2 separate regions of the Capra hircus genome follow, and region 1 is linked to region 2. Evidence: chromatin contacts called from public Hi-C data. All regions are on one chromosome and are shown on one strand. Each heading gives the region's core, a stretch centred on a gene start, on an enhancer-like site or on the middle of the called end of the contact. The rest is flanking DNA. Distances are from core to core; before and after follow the strand shown.

The links. Hi-C and Micro-C count contacts between places; a contact is called where the count stands out from the background.
Region 1: a Hi-C map of blood shows a contact between it and region 2, with 5 times the contacts expected there. The contact joins the promoter of C22H3orf18 here to the enhancer-like site in region 2. A contact is called at or near these places in 2 of 5 Hi-C or Micro-C datasets (both in blood).

The regions. Positions count from the first base shown.
Region 1 is chr22:49,870,956-49,877,898 of ARS1.2, reverse strand. C22H3orf18 reads right to left here and starts at 5,432. Exons shown (of 5, transcript XM_005695919.3): 1 at 5,153-5,432; 2 at 3,172-3,533; 3 at 111-136. The coding sequence starts at 3,405. It overlaps HEMK1 (hemK methyltransferase family member 1), which reads left to right and starts at 6,595. Exons shown (of 11, transcript XM_005695916.3): 1 at 6,595-6,943.
Region 2 is chr22:49,470,743-49,477,712 of ARS1.2, reverse strand. DOCK3 (dedicator of cytokinesis protein 3) reads left to right here. Exons shown (of 54, transcript XM_018038222.1): 50 at 3,530-3,648; 51 at 4,813-4,900. Among named protein-coding and RNA genes, the nearest start is that of MANF, 11 kb to the right of the region's middle. Within about 2 kb of position 4,577, at least 1 of the 5 cell types and tissues checked has an H3K27ac peak or open chromatin away from gene starts, as enhancers often do.

The DNA.
Region 1 (6,943 bases), core at 4,183-6,682, 400 kb before region 2:
TAGGGAGAGGGACCTTCATGGTGGGAGGACTCTCCTTCCCCACCCGCATCCCTAGAGTCCAGCCCAGCACAGCCCATAGGCTTCGGTCTTGGGGGCAGCCAGGGAGTTACCTCTTCTTCTTCCTGATGTACAAAACCTGCAAGAGAGGGAGGCAGCATCAGATGGCCAGGGAAGGAGTCCTTAGGACAGGGGACACACGGAGGCTGATGAATGGGAGACCTCTAGGACCCCTGTCCACAGTGACCCCATCCCATGGACACATACCTCCTACCCCATTTGGCATTTACAAGATGCTGCAGAGAATCAGAGGTGGGGGGCAGCCCCGCCTGGGAAAACCAGTCAAGCCTGGCCTGGGGACTCACGGGCCCACCCTGCCAATACTGACAGTGGCTCTAGCCACTCAATGCCTGCCTCAGCCTCCTCAGGGCTGAAGTGTGTGGAGGGTGGGGATGGGGAGGGGACTTCAGCACACCCCATCCTCTCAACTGTCCCCAGGCACAATACTTTTCCCCATGTATAGGTAAAAAGTACAGGCGACAGGCAGAGGCCAGACTCGGCAGGGCAGTGGCTCTGGGCAAGGCTCTGGTCTGGGTTCCTGGGGTTTCCGGGGATGTTGGTCCTCAGTGGAAAGGGGTTGAGGAGGAGGACCTGAGGCCCTAGACAACAGCCCAGACCAAACTCTTGAACCCTGATGCTGGAGGAACCTAAGAAGACCCCTGGGTCCTCACCCACCATTGTACAGACTTGGAGATAAAGGCCTGGGCAGCCTGAGAAAACATCTGGACCCAAGAGCTCCGGGCTGGAGCAGGAAAGCCTGGTACAGGGCAGTGGGGGCGAGGGAGGAGGGGGGAGCAGGCAGGAGGAGGGGAGGAAAGAAGTAGGGAGGAAGGGGAAGATGGGGGTGAGACACGGGTGACCACCTGGGCAGGGACCCCAAGGACATCTGCCACCATCTTGCTCATCCCTAAACTGGTGTGTTTTGACTCCCAGGAACATGACCACTTCTGCCTGGGGGAAAGCCCTGTTCCAAGAGTCTGTCCTAAATCTGCCGTGGCTCCTATACTCTTGGTGGCTCATTCACAGCTTGAATCTGGTGTTTCCAGCCTGGCCCAGAGCTCCTCCTGCTGCTCATTCCTGGGGGACGCCAAAGGTGGAAAGAAACTGAGGTGCCCCTTGCTCCTCCTTCCACCCCCAGGATGTGAGCAGGCCCCTTGCTTTCCTGTGAGTGGGAGGTGACAGGAGCTCCAGGTCTCTGGCCCAGCCCCTGCCTGCCCTGAACCAGCAGCTCCAGCCCCAGTGGTCTGCACTCCCTGCCCTGCCCCATGGCCTGTGATACAGAAGGATCTTCAAGAGACGCTAGAACCAGTCTCCACCCTTCATCCTTGCTGCTCCTTCTGCCCCAAATAATAATACCTTCCCCCAACACATCTTCCTTTCCAAATCTTTCCCACCCTTCACTGTCGAGCTGCAGCCCCACCTCTTCCAGGAAGCCCTCCAGCACTGCTCCTCTGATGTGAGGCACACTGCCTGGCACTGATTTGCTCCTCCTTGCGCACAGCATGGCCTGGCTCATGGCTGGCATGAAGGCAGATTCCCTAGTACTCAAGGAACCTACCTCTCTGGACCTGGCCCTGGCCCAGGAGCTGTTTTCTGCCCTCCACTGCCTTTGCCCCATAAGCTCCCTATCTCTCTGCTTTGGGACATAAAGCCATGCACCCTGGCCCTCTGAATGTGCCTCCAGAATGAAGAGTAAGGAAGTCTTCCCAAGTTCCCAGGATCAAATCTTTGGGTCTAGCCCCTGCTTTATCCCTGACGTTCTGGTGGCTCTGCCTGTTTAACCACCACGTGGGTGCCAAACATTGGCCTTTTGCCTTGCCCCTGCCCCAGAAGCCTGTGCAGGCCCTGGCCTTGCTCTGTGTGCTATGTCCTGGCCCTGCCTGCTGGACAGCAGTTGCTCCCTGGCAGCGATCCGGAGCCTGTGGGGCCCATATGGTAACCATGGTTTACCAGCAGCTCCAGCCATGATGGACCATCCACAGCCCTATTTGTCAGAGCAACATGCTCCTAGGTCTTAGGCCGGCTGTCAGAGCTCGTGAGGGGCAGCAGGCCAAATGCCACCATTGCTGGGCCTGCTGGGGGACCTACAGTGCACCCCTGCCCTTCCAGGTTTCAGCTTACACAATCTCCCTGGTGACATTCTGAGTGTCCATGCATCATCTTAAAGAGGGAGTCCATGTCTTTTTTTTTTTGGCTGCAGGATCTTAGTTCCCAACCAGGGACTGAACCCAGGACCATGGCAGTGAAAGCACCAAGTCCTAACCACTGGACCACAGGGAATTCCCAAGGGAGAGACCATATTTTCAGCGCCAGATCCCAGATCTGGAAGCACTGTATCCACTCTCAGAGGGACACCTGGAGCCTCAGCCCAGCTCATCTCTGCCCTGATCCTGGTCCGACTCTGCCCTTCCTGTGACACTGGGGCCAGGTCTCCACTGTGAGGTCTCAGCCCTAATGTCGCCTCCTCAGCTGTCCCTGACCACCAGTCTAGGAAGGCCCCCAATCCCCACCCAGTTCCCCAAGCCAGTCTGTATGGGCTACCCTTGGCACCTTTGGTTGTATTTATCTCTCACTCCCTGTAAGAACTGCAGAACCTTTTCTCCCTCATCCCTGTGGTCCTGAAGGCTTGATCCAGGGCAAGTGCCCATGAAATAACTGCCAAGTGAATGAATGAACACTGCCAGCACGCTGCTGTGCCCAGAGCATCCTATCCAGACCCTGCAGCCCATGATCTTTCCCAATTATCTTCTGGCCTCTACTCCTGTAAGGCCCCCATGCTCACTTGCCTCGCTGTCCTGCTCACTGCTCACAGAGCCTGCTGTCTGCTTCCACACTTCTGCCCATCAAGACCCTCCATCTGAAACATCTGAAACATCCTCCACCCCAACTCCTACATGGCCTTCACGACCTAGCTTTTTTTTCTTTTTCTTCTGATTGGAGGCAGCCCCTCTGGTCTCTGGGCCCCCATATAAACAAATCCTTCGGAAAGGGAAGGATTGTACTATCACTAACAGACCATTGCGTTCTGACTAGATTCTCTAAAATCTAACCGCTGATCACCCTTCTGCCAAGTGACAGCCATGCGGGCCAACCCCAGTCTGCCCCAGCTCTCACCATGGCCACAGTCAGGCCGATGACGGTGATGATCCCGAAGGACAGAAGCATTGTGCCCACGCCGGCGGTGCCACCAGCCACGTCAGGGATTCTGGTGTCATTAAAGCTGGTGGCTTCTGGGCTGAGGGTGGTGGTCTCGGAAGCTGGCCCGTCTGAGGCAGGCTCCAGGTCAGACTCGGAGGTGGGTGGGCGGCTGCTGATCCAGCCCCGAGCAGATGGGATCCTGGAGTCCATGCTGATGCTGAGAGACTGCTTGTGGTCAGCCAACCTGCCCACTCACTTTTGACACCGGGGGTGTCCCAACCTATGGCCCCCACTACCCATACAGGGGGCCACGTCCTTGAAAGGGAGCTCCGTGGGTGCTGGAAAGAAAAAAAAAAAAAAACAGGAGGCTAAGGACAGGACTCTGTGGTGAGACGAAGTTCCCCTAAGTTCTGAAGGCACAGGGGAAATCAAAGTTTGAGGGCAAGGGAAAGTTCAGGGACCATCGGGATATGTCTTCATATACTATAGATCCCACTTGCATTTAGGGACATGAAAATGAAGCCCTGCCCCCTCTTTGTGGGTAAGATGATCACAGTGATCATACTTGGAAAATCTGAAAGGTAGTGGGGAGGCTTGAAAGAAAAAGTCCACTCTCCACCCCAGCCCCTACTCCCCACACTCTTCAACTTCATACGTCCTGCTCCCCGCCCCCCCCACCATCCCTCACCTCCTGCTTGGAGAAAAAAAAAAAAAAACAAAACTGCAGCTTTTTCCTTGCACAATGATCAGACAAGCCTGTCTGTGAATTCTGGTTCAAGCTACTTAACTGAGTGACCCTAGGCAAGTCAACCACCTCTCCCTGTCTCAGTTTCCCTGAGTCTAAGCTGTAGGCATTAAGGGCACCTCCCTCACAGAAAGGGTGAGAGGGTCACTGACATATCAGAATGAAGTAGTCCCTAGAAATGACTTAGCTCAGCACAACCCTTATCCCACAGTAAGCACCCAGTAAGTGTAAGCTCTTCTCACTCTGGTCACTCCATTTGGGAAAGGGGGGCCACAGAAGCCCCTGCACCCACTCTGCTGTGTGTCATCCAGCCCGTGCTTGGAAGGAGGGCAGGGACAGGTGTGGCAAGGCCAGAAGACAAGAAGGAGAGAAAGGAGTAATTCAGGGCCTCTGATGGGCTTTCTCTGTAGGCTCTTGGGTCCCTGGACCCCTACAGGGGAGACAGAGGCTGCCAGGGACCAGGAGACAGTCAAGGAGAGTGAATCTTCAGAGGTAAGAATGGAGCTCCCACTCTGAGATGACTTCTCCTACCCCTCCCTCTTCCCTTGGGAGCAGAGGGTGGGCGATATGCCCAGTCCAGCCTGTGACTTTGGCCTTCCCAGGCCAAAAGGCCCTGGATAAGACGGAGTGGGAAGAAGTCCCAGCCAAACTGCAGAAAGGCAGGCCTAGGGAGAGGAGGACTGCACAGATCATGGCTGCACACACACGCTGTGCGCCAGCTCATGGGTATATGTGGGATGCCTCCCATGTGGGTGCATGGGTGTGTGTGAGGTGGGCACACACACCCAGGATGGCCCCTTAGGAAGGGGCAAGGCTGGCACAGAAACACGGGATGGGAGAGGCTCATCGCCGCTCTCTGTCCTCTGCCTCTAGGTAGGCTGGGCTTGTCGGGAGTCCCAGGTTCTTTCTTGGTTCTGCCACTGACTCCGAGATGTGACCTTGGGCCAGACCCTTAACACTTGCTCTGGGGCTCTGTTTATTTTTCCTTCCAAAGGAGGGAAAGGGCCCTGCTCATCACTGTTCAGGACTGCCTCATGTTCCAAAGGGCAAGAGAAGGAATCGGGGAGGAAAAGGGTTGGGCGCTACGACCTCCGAGAACCCACATACCGTTCTCCACCAGGTTCATCATTCCTCGCTACTCCAATCCCCATCCCCACCTTCGTCCCTCTGATTCCTCCATTCTTGCACAGAAGCGGCGACCTCAGCACTTACTTAATCCTCTCTGGGACGCCGAGCTCAGCCGGAGAGGTTAGGGGTGGTGGCGACCGGCAGGAGGCGGGGGCAAGGTTGGGGGGGAGACCCCCCAGGTCCTAGGGTAGGGGGCGGCGGGTCCGACCCGAGGTCCGCCCTCCCTGGGTGGACCTCCTGGGCTGTGCCTGTGACGTCGCACCGCCCACAGCCGAGCGCTAGCTCTGCCAGCCTGGACAGGGACAGGCCCGGCCGGGACCCACCGCGGGGGTGGGGCTGAGGCCAGCAGCCTAGCGTCTCCGCGATGCTCCAGCTATTCTCCTCCCTGCCAGCCCCGCGCCCCCGGCCTCGGATTGGCTGTCAGGCCCAGAGCCGGCTCTGCATTGGTCCGCTGGCCTGCCGCTCAGATCTGGCTCTGCCCCCAGCAAGAGCGGGAGCTGGGTCGCAGTTGTTGCAGACCACTGCTCATTCTCCCTGGCCCATGTAGAATCGCGCGGGGGACTGTGGGCGGCCAGGCCTTTCTTAAGGACAGAACTCTGGCCACCGGCTAGCCCAGGCTTCACCTCCACCCGGACAGACTCGCGCTCCCCAAATGCAGGTGGGCGCAGGTTTGGGGAGAGCACCAAGCTAGGAGTCCTTGAGCCAGCGTTGAACTCTGGCTTGACGCTCTACTAGCTTGGTGAACTAGAGCAAGATGCTTCTCCTCCCTGGCTCTCAGCTTCCTGTTCAGATGGGCTCTGGTGTGAGGGCTGTTGGCAAACGGTACCCACCTCTGGCTAGAAATGAGGCATCTTTCAGAGAAATAGGGAGATGGGATGGTATTATTATTGGAGAGGAATTACTGGGCACCTGGACCCAGGAAAACCTATATATACCCCTCCATCCAGAGTGCGATCACCTCTACAATGAGGAGCTTTCAGATACCTTCTAATTCTCAGGTTTTCATAGGAACTTATGGGGATCGCTTTTTAATAGCTTGTTACAGATACAGATCCCCGGGTCTGGGACGGAGCCTCGGAAACTGTATGTTTAACAGTAGTTTAGTCAACAGTGATCTAGTTAACAATAGACTCGAGGGCAGAGGGGAGTGGCATTGGCAGGCCACACTTGAGAGACCCTGCCATGAATTTTATAAGAGGAACTGAGGCACACAGAGAGGACCTGGACAAAGCCCCCCACCCCGATGAGTAAGGATTCAAACCCTGGTCTACTAATACTTCCAATTTAGAGCTGCCTGCTCCAAACCCTAAAACGGGGTTAGAGGGTCAAGAGCGGCCCTGGGGTCCAGTCGCCACCTGGTGCTGGACACTGGTCCTGTCCAGGTCCTGAACACTGGATGCCACTCCTCAAGTTAGTGCCCGCCCCCAACACTGGGCTACACCCACGTGCCGCTCTACCCGTACAAGGTCTATGTTAGGCCACGCCCCTGCGCATAGCGCCCGATCCCTTGAACTCCTGGCCAGCTGATGACACGCCTCCTTTCGGGCGGCCTACACAACTCCGGAGTCGGTACCAGACACCGCAGGCTAAAGCCGTATTCCTGCTGTGACCTTCAGGAAGACTGGGGAGCAACCTTAACACAACGCCACCCTTTCCCACCGTGCGCCTGCGAAATAGTGTGCAAGGCTTTCATACCCACCCCGCCGCCACTGGCCCGCAGGGGCGTCCGAGGTGCAACCCAGCGGCTCTAGGAACCCTGGAGCTGGTCGACGGAATCCACCCGAGCCCTTTCTCAGTTGAACCAACCCCGGAAGCAGAGCCTCTCGGGAGGGCGCTCACATCCGGGTTATGCACATCCGGGAGCCGAACCCGCGG
Region 2 (6,970 bases), core at 3,328-5,827:
CCAACCAGTGGCTTGAAACAATGTATTCTCATCTCACATGGTTCTGTGGGTTGATAGGGCTTCCTGAGCAAGTTCTCAGTTGCAGTCCCTCATGAGCTTGCTGTCAGATGTCACTGGGGCGGGGCTGGAGTCGTCTCAAGAGTCAACTAAACTGGATATCTAAGACAGCTCTCTCACGTGGCTGGCAGTCAGTTGTGCCCGTCCGCCGGGAGTTCAGCTGAGGCTGTCAACCTGAGTCCCTATGTCACTTGAGCTTCTCACAGCATGCAGCTGACTTGCCCAGAGCAAGCATTCCAAGACACCCAGGCAAAAGCTGCAAGGCTTCTTACTCCCAGCCTTGGAAGTCCCAGAACATCCTTTTTGCCACATTCTGTCAGTTGATCCCATCACTAAGGCCAACCCAAATAGCAGGGTAAAGAATAAGACTGCACCTTTTGATGCGAGGGTGACGTGTGTGTTTTAGGGAGGGAAGGCATCGATCGTCACCATCTCTGGAGATAAGCTATCATGATGGCCAAACTCCAGAATATCATATAATGAAAGCCTGATACAAAAGTAAACCAAATGGTTAACTAGGTGGTAGTTGGTGGTTTAGTCACCAAGTCGTGTCTGACTCTTGCGACCCCATGGGCTGTAGCCTGCCAGGACCCTCTGTCCATGGCATTCTCCAGGCAAGAAGACTGGAGTGGGTTGCCATTTCCTTCTCCAGGCGGTCTTCCCGACAAGGGACTGAACCCATGCCTCCTGTATTGGCCCTGGGAGGCCCAAAACGTGGTAGGCACAGTAGTAGGCGCACTGGGAGCACAGAAGAAATGGGCTGGCCCACGCTCGGGTTTGTGTCTGATGTTACAGATGAGGGGAGGGCTCTCATGGAGAAAGTGCTCCAGAGAGTCCTTTCCGTTGGAGTCACTTTCCCCACTCCCAGGAGTGGTCATGACACCAGTAGCTTCCTTGCCGTGCCCGTTGATGTTCTGCAGTGGTTCTTGCTTTGGAAACCTTCAAGGTGAATGGCCTGCAAGGCTCGGTCTTGTAAGTCGGCAGCGCCCCCTGGTGGTCAAAAGGCTGAGCGAGGCTAGGAGATTTTGATTGAACATTGAATAAATTCAGGACTTTCCTGGTGGCTCAGACGGTAAAGCCTACAATGTGGGAGACGGGGGTTTGATCCCTGGATCGGGACGATCCTTTGAAAAAGGAAATGGCAACCCACTCCAGTACTCTTGCCTGGAAAATCCATGGACGGAGGAGCCTAGTGGGCTACAGTCCATGGGGTTGCAAAGAGTTGGACACGACTGAGTGACTAAACTTTCTTTCTTTTCTTTGAATATACTCACTCATGCTGGGGACTCAGCCTCCCTGAGGTTCACCAGACTACAACTGAAATAGTTTGGAAGTCCTGTGATGCAGAAGCCCTTGTGGTATTTAAATGTTTTCCTGAAAAGTAGCCACCACTCTCACCTACTGTGGTTTTGGCCACCTAGGGAAAACAGCAGTGGGAAGGAAGCTAGAGTTGGAAAATCTAATGTTTGCACAGAGCACCTGTCAGCCCCTGGGGCTGGGTGCTGCCCTCAAGCCTCACCCTGCAGCACGTATCAGGATGTTGAGTACTCAGATCCAGGGTTGGCCTGGTGAGCCAGACCGTGAGCTCTGTCAAGTCAGGGACCAGGGCCAAGCTGAGCAGGGCAGCATACCATGTTCCAGCCACGTGCCTGGTATAGGATGGGTATGTGACATGAGTTGGCTGCCTCTCTGCACGCTATGTGTGGGCAGCCCTGTCCAGGGCTGTGGCCAACAAGATCCAGGGAGCTTTCAGAGTTTCTTGCTGCGAAGGCACTGTGAAAATCAGTGGGAGGAACCCTTTTCTTTTTTTCTTTACACAGCCATCTTTTTGAGATTGCCTCAGAGCACAAGTTCTGAAAAAAAATATTGATAGGGGAGAAAAATCACCAAATAGTAGAAATTCAGGCCTAGTTTCTTTTTTTCTTTTTTTTAAATAAAGCATAGTTTACTCATTCCCTTATCAATGAAGGATAGTTTTTAAAACCAGGCCTTAAAGCCAGTTCTGAGGCTCTACAAACAGTATCACTCAGACCAGCTATGGAGGAAGTTTACGTTAATAATAGCTGCATTATTGGTTTTTAGTATGCTGACTTCTTCAACATACTTAAGCCTCATCTTTGGGACTAAAATGAGTATTTAAAAGGCATTTCTCAAGAATTCCTGGCCACCTTTTTAGTTGTGCCCTGACAGTGCCTAGAGGGCACCCCGACAGGAAGGCCCACACAAAGCCTGTAGAGCTGCAGGTTCACCTCTCAGATCACAGGGGGAGTTCACCCACTTGAACCAGCCAGAGGCTGCCAGGCTTCCAGTGGACAAGTCGACAGCACTGGGGTCCAGGTGACCTTCCCACAAGGGATCCGGAAGACCCCACTAGTTTGACATGGACATGCCGCTGTCTGGAACAATAAGTGATGCACATTTGGAGGGCCTTCTAAATTATATATTCCTAAGGGAAGCCTGCAAGTTTTTTCTCAACACTTCTGTGGAAGGTCCCTTTGAGGACCACCAGTTGACAGGTTACTGGGCGTGTAACCATGGCCTGCATCGATGGGGACTAAGCCACACCACATCTGGCTTCCGTAACAGCCCCTCAGTCCTGTCCAGTTCAGTTCAGTTCAGTCGCTCAGTCGTGTCTGACTCTTTGCGACCCCATGAATCACAGCACGCCAGGCCTCCCTGTCCATCACCATCTCCCGGAGTTCACTCAGACTCACTTCCATAGAGCATGAACCAAGTCAACTTAGGAGCCTGGGTTAAGGTCCCACAAGTCCCAGAGTAGCTCCATGACTCCCGAGTTCACTGTAGGGCAAGTCTCAGAGTGAGGAACCCTGGAGAGCCCCCTGTGTGCAGGGCCCTGGGCCCTGAGCCGCTTGGGCTGAGTCTGCAGTATGATGGCCAGGAAGGCAGAGGCCAGGCACAGGAGGCCTGGAATCTGGGGAAAGGTGGAAGGGGCCAGCTGAGACAGGGCCAGTGGTGTCTGGAGAAGGTAAGTGTGTGGAAACTATGTCCAGTAAGAACTGTGCCTTTCTGTTACCTGAGTGTGTGTGTTTCTGTGTGATGGCTCCATTGCAAGCTAGCCTGGGCCCATGCCTGGGCCCCGAGAGAGCCCAGCACCCAGGCCACCCCCATTTCCCCTGAGTGCCGGAGACGCAGGACTCCTAGGGCCCCAACTCCAACTCCCAGCTCTCCTCATGATCTGCCCCTGAGCAGGGACGGGGCCGCGTCAGCGAGTCCACATCACCCCAGTCTGCAGTGTGCCTGCCTCGGCTGGGATGCCCAGTGCAGCCCCCTCACCACCACCACCACCCAACCACCAGGCTCCACTTCATTCCTCCTGTGCTTGCCGAGCGCATCCTCACCCCAGCTGCAAGGGGACACCGACCCTGGGTCACTGGCTCCCTGGGATGCATGCCCTCTGGGCCCTCCATCTGTGGCGTGTCATCTGTGCGTGATTGTTCTCACTTGGTTACAGGCTCTCCCTCTCTGCCAGATAAGTACCGCCACGCCCGGGAAATGATGCTGCTGCTGCCCACACACCGGGACCGCCCAAGCAGCGCCATGTATCCAGCAGCCATCATGGAGAATGGACAGGTAACGGAGCCAGCCTGCTGACTGCCCTTTGCTGCAACTGTGCTGGCCTGAGCTCCCCTCATTGCACTTGCTGGGCTTTCTGCATTGCCCATGCCTCCCTCACACTGCCGTGAAGACCCTCCTGGATGGGAGCAGCAGTGAATGTGGAGACCAGCATCTGTGCTCAGTCCAGATGGAGTACAGCTATGGGTAGAGTGGCAGTGGGGTTGGACCCACCACTGTCTGTGGCTGTCTGTTCTTCTGGCCAGCGTCCTGAACTCCTCATCTAAAACACAACCTGGCAGAGAAAACTGGTTCTTTTCTGTCCAGAGAAGGCAGTGGCAGACATGGGTCTAGAGACTGGCCTTCCTCCGTGTGTGCATGAAGGACATCCCCACAGGGGCAAGCTCTGCCTCTTCCATTCATCCGTCCATCTGTTTGTCCATCCGTCCGCCCAAAGCCCCTCTCTTCCCGTCAGGACCCTCCCCACACCATTTGCAGAGCTCTGCAGATGTCCCGTATGGGGCCTTGAACAAGAAGCTGCAGTGACTAGCTCCTTCCCCCATCCAGTCTGCCCTGCCCTTCTCTCAGGGGCCATGAGAGTCACCTCCAGTGACTGTTACCCAGTCCCAGAGTGCCAGGACCTTCTCAGCTCCCTGTGCCTGGGCAGCCCTGCCAGGTGGAAAGAACAGGTCTGCCTGGCAGCTACCCATGGAACAGCGGGTCATGTCTGTGACCTCAGGCCTGAGTGCTGCCCTTCCCCTCACACGGGCCTGTGCGCACGGGGCGTCTCCAGGAGGCCAAACCTGCCAGTCTCAGGGGTGCAAGGGGTCCCCATATCCTTCCTACCCGTGGGTCTCTTGGCAGGACAGAAGGATGCAGTTAGATGCCCTCAGGAGCTTGTGTCCTCCTTGTTGGCCATGTGCAGGACAGCCTGGAGCCCAGCCAGGCCCGGGGGCGGTGGGGGAGCCCCAGACATTGCACAGTTGCACAGGGCAGGACTCGGAGCCAGACAGCATGGACAGTTTTCCAACCAGCCTGACATTTGCAGCGCATCTCAAGCATGAGCTGTCCCACTGCTTTGATTGTCCTGGTCTAGTCCTAGAATGCCCTGGCTCCTGGGGCCCATGACGCCCCCAAGATGTAACTGATTGTTGTCAGTTGATACTTTTCTCCTTCCCTCAGCTGCCAAACTTCCAGCGGGCCTTGTTCCAGCAAGTGGTTGGACCCTGCAAACCCTGCAGTGATCCCAATCTGTCTGTGGCCGAAAAAGGTACGATTCTTCTTCCCAGGTGGCCTCCTCTCCTGTCTGTCCCCATCCTGAGCATCTGACTCTTGTCCCTGAGCACCAGCTGGCCAAGGCTGAGCCATGCTTTTAACACTCAGGCCATTCTGTCTGTCCAGAGTCCTGACCAGTTCCTCTGTTCATTACTTAACCCATGTTTGGCTTGATGCTGAGGTCTAGATATTGTTTGTATCTCCGGCTCCCCAGGACCCACCCTCTGAGACGCCCCAGCTGTCACCTGCCCTGAGCTCACCTTCATGGAAACTCAGTGGGCACCCACTCCCCAGGGCGCCTCCCCACCAGCCCCAGAATTCAGCAGGCCCTGTGGATTTGGTCCCTCTCCACTCAGGCCCACAGGGACCTCTCCTTGTTGTTCAGAGGAGGCCTGTGGCCAAGCACATCCACAAGAATAATGAGAAGGGACAGGTCATGGCAAAGTGAATTTCCCAGAGACAGTCCCAGGCACCCTGTGGGACTTCAGTCCTCCTGTAGCCACCCAGGCCCGCAATAGCTGAGCATCCTTTTTCCACGCTGCAAGTCCATCAGCTGTACCATGAAACCAGGCAGTACTTAGAACAGAGGCTGGTTACAGAGAGTGGAGTTCTACTCTACGTTCTGCTCCAGCCAACTGATGGAAGAACCAGACTTGGGCCCATATAACCCCAGCCCAAAGTCCCAGACATGGAGACCTGAGTTCCGTTTAACACAGGACAGTGCCCGTGTGGGGCCTATGCCCAGCCCACCTGCCACACACAACCGGGCTGAGCCTATCCGCCCCACTCCCTGCAGGTTCCCCTCTCCTCCACCTGGCAAGTTTAGGGCACTCTTGGTCCCTAGCATTGCAACCTGTTGGCCCATCAGGACGTGTCCCTCCAAAGCCATTGTCATGTCATCACACCTCCTCACCACGTGCCGTCTGCTGTCCCCACTGTCACTGCTCCTCCTCTGCTCAGCATGGAGGACGCACCTCCGCGTCGTATTTGAGAACACACCCGCATTCCACAACCTCAGTGCCTGGGAGGCCTCAGCACCTGGTGCTCGACCACAGTGGGCATGGAGATAAGATTCTGGCTGAAGACGCCTTCCTAGCCTCAGAGTTGCACATCCCCAAAACACGTGGCTTTCCTGGACCCCTGCACTTGTGCCCCCAAACCGAGTGCTCCTGTGGCCTTGAGGGCTGGGAACCACAGCGGCTTCTCTTTGCCGGAGTTGTGGAGCAGTCGCAGATCTAGCTGAGAGCAGAGACGGGCTCAGAGCTCAAGTGGGTGCTGGCAGCCAGACCAAGACCTGACGCCCGCCAGACCCAGAAGAGCTTCAGGCTTCAGACCAAGCTGCAGCAAGGAGCTGGATACGCCCACCCGCCAAGTGTGGGGAGCAAAGAGGGTTGTCTCAAAGCAAAGGCTGAGCCCAGAGCAAGCCCATTTGAGCCACAGGGCCAGAGCTTAGTGGGCAGAGAGCTAGACATTTGCCTTGGGGGACCCAGTGCCACAGTCATAACTGCCCAGGTCTCTGCTGCTCCTCCAGAGCAGGAGCTGTGTGCTCTTGTCACCATTCTCTCATCGTCGGGATCTCGAGTCCCCTGATGGCTCCACGTCTCATTTTACGGATCTCTCTTTCCCAGGCAGTGACTCCCAGACCAGGCCAGTTGACCCTCGAGGCTGCTGTGCACAGGGGACCTCAGACTGGTGGTGGTCCACAGCAGAGAGAGAAAAGGCCAGGACACAGGCGGCATCTGCGCTCTTCTCCTAGGATAGGTGCAGCATCTGAGATTCTCCACCAGCCCGTGCGCTGGTGTGTGTTCACGCGTGCTCTCACGTCTGCAGCCCCACGGACTAGCCCACCAGGCTCCTCTGTCCACAGGATTTTTCAGGCGAGAATACTGGAGTGGGTTGCGTTTCCTTCTCCAGGGGATCTTCGCGACCCAGGGATCGAACCATGCATCTCCTGCATTGGCAGGCAGGTTCTTTACCACTGAGCCACCCAGGAAGCCCTGGTGCTGTATGGCAGAGGTTCACTGGCCTCACTGGTCAACAGGAGGCCGAGGGCAGGCTGGATGAT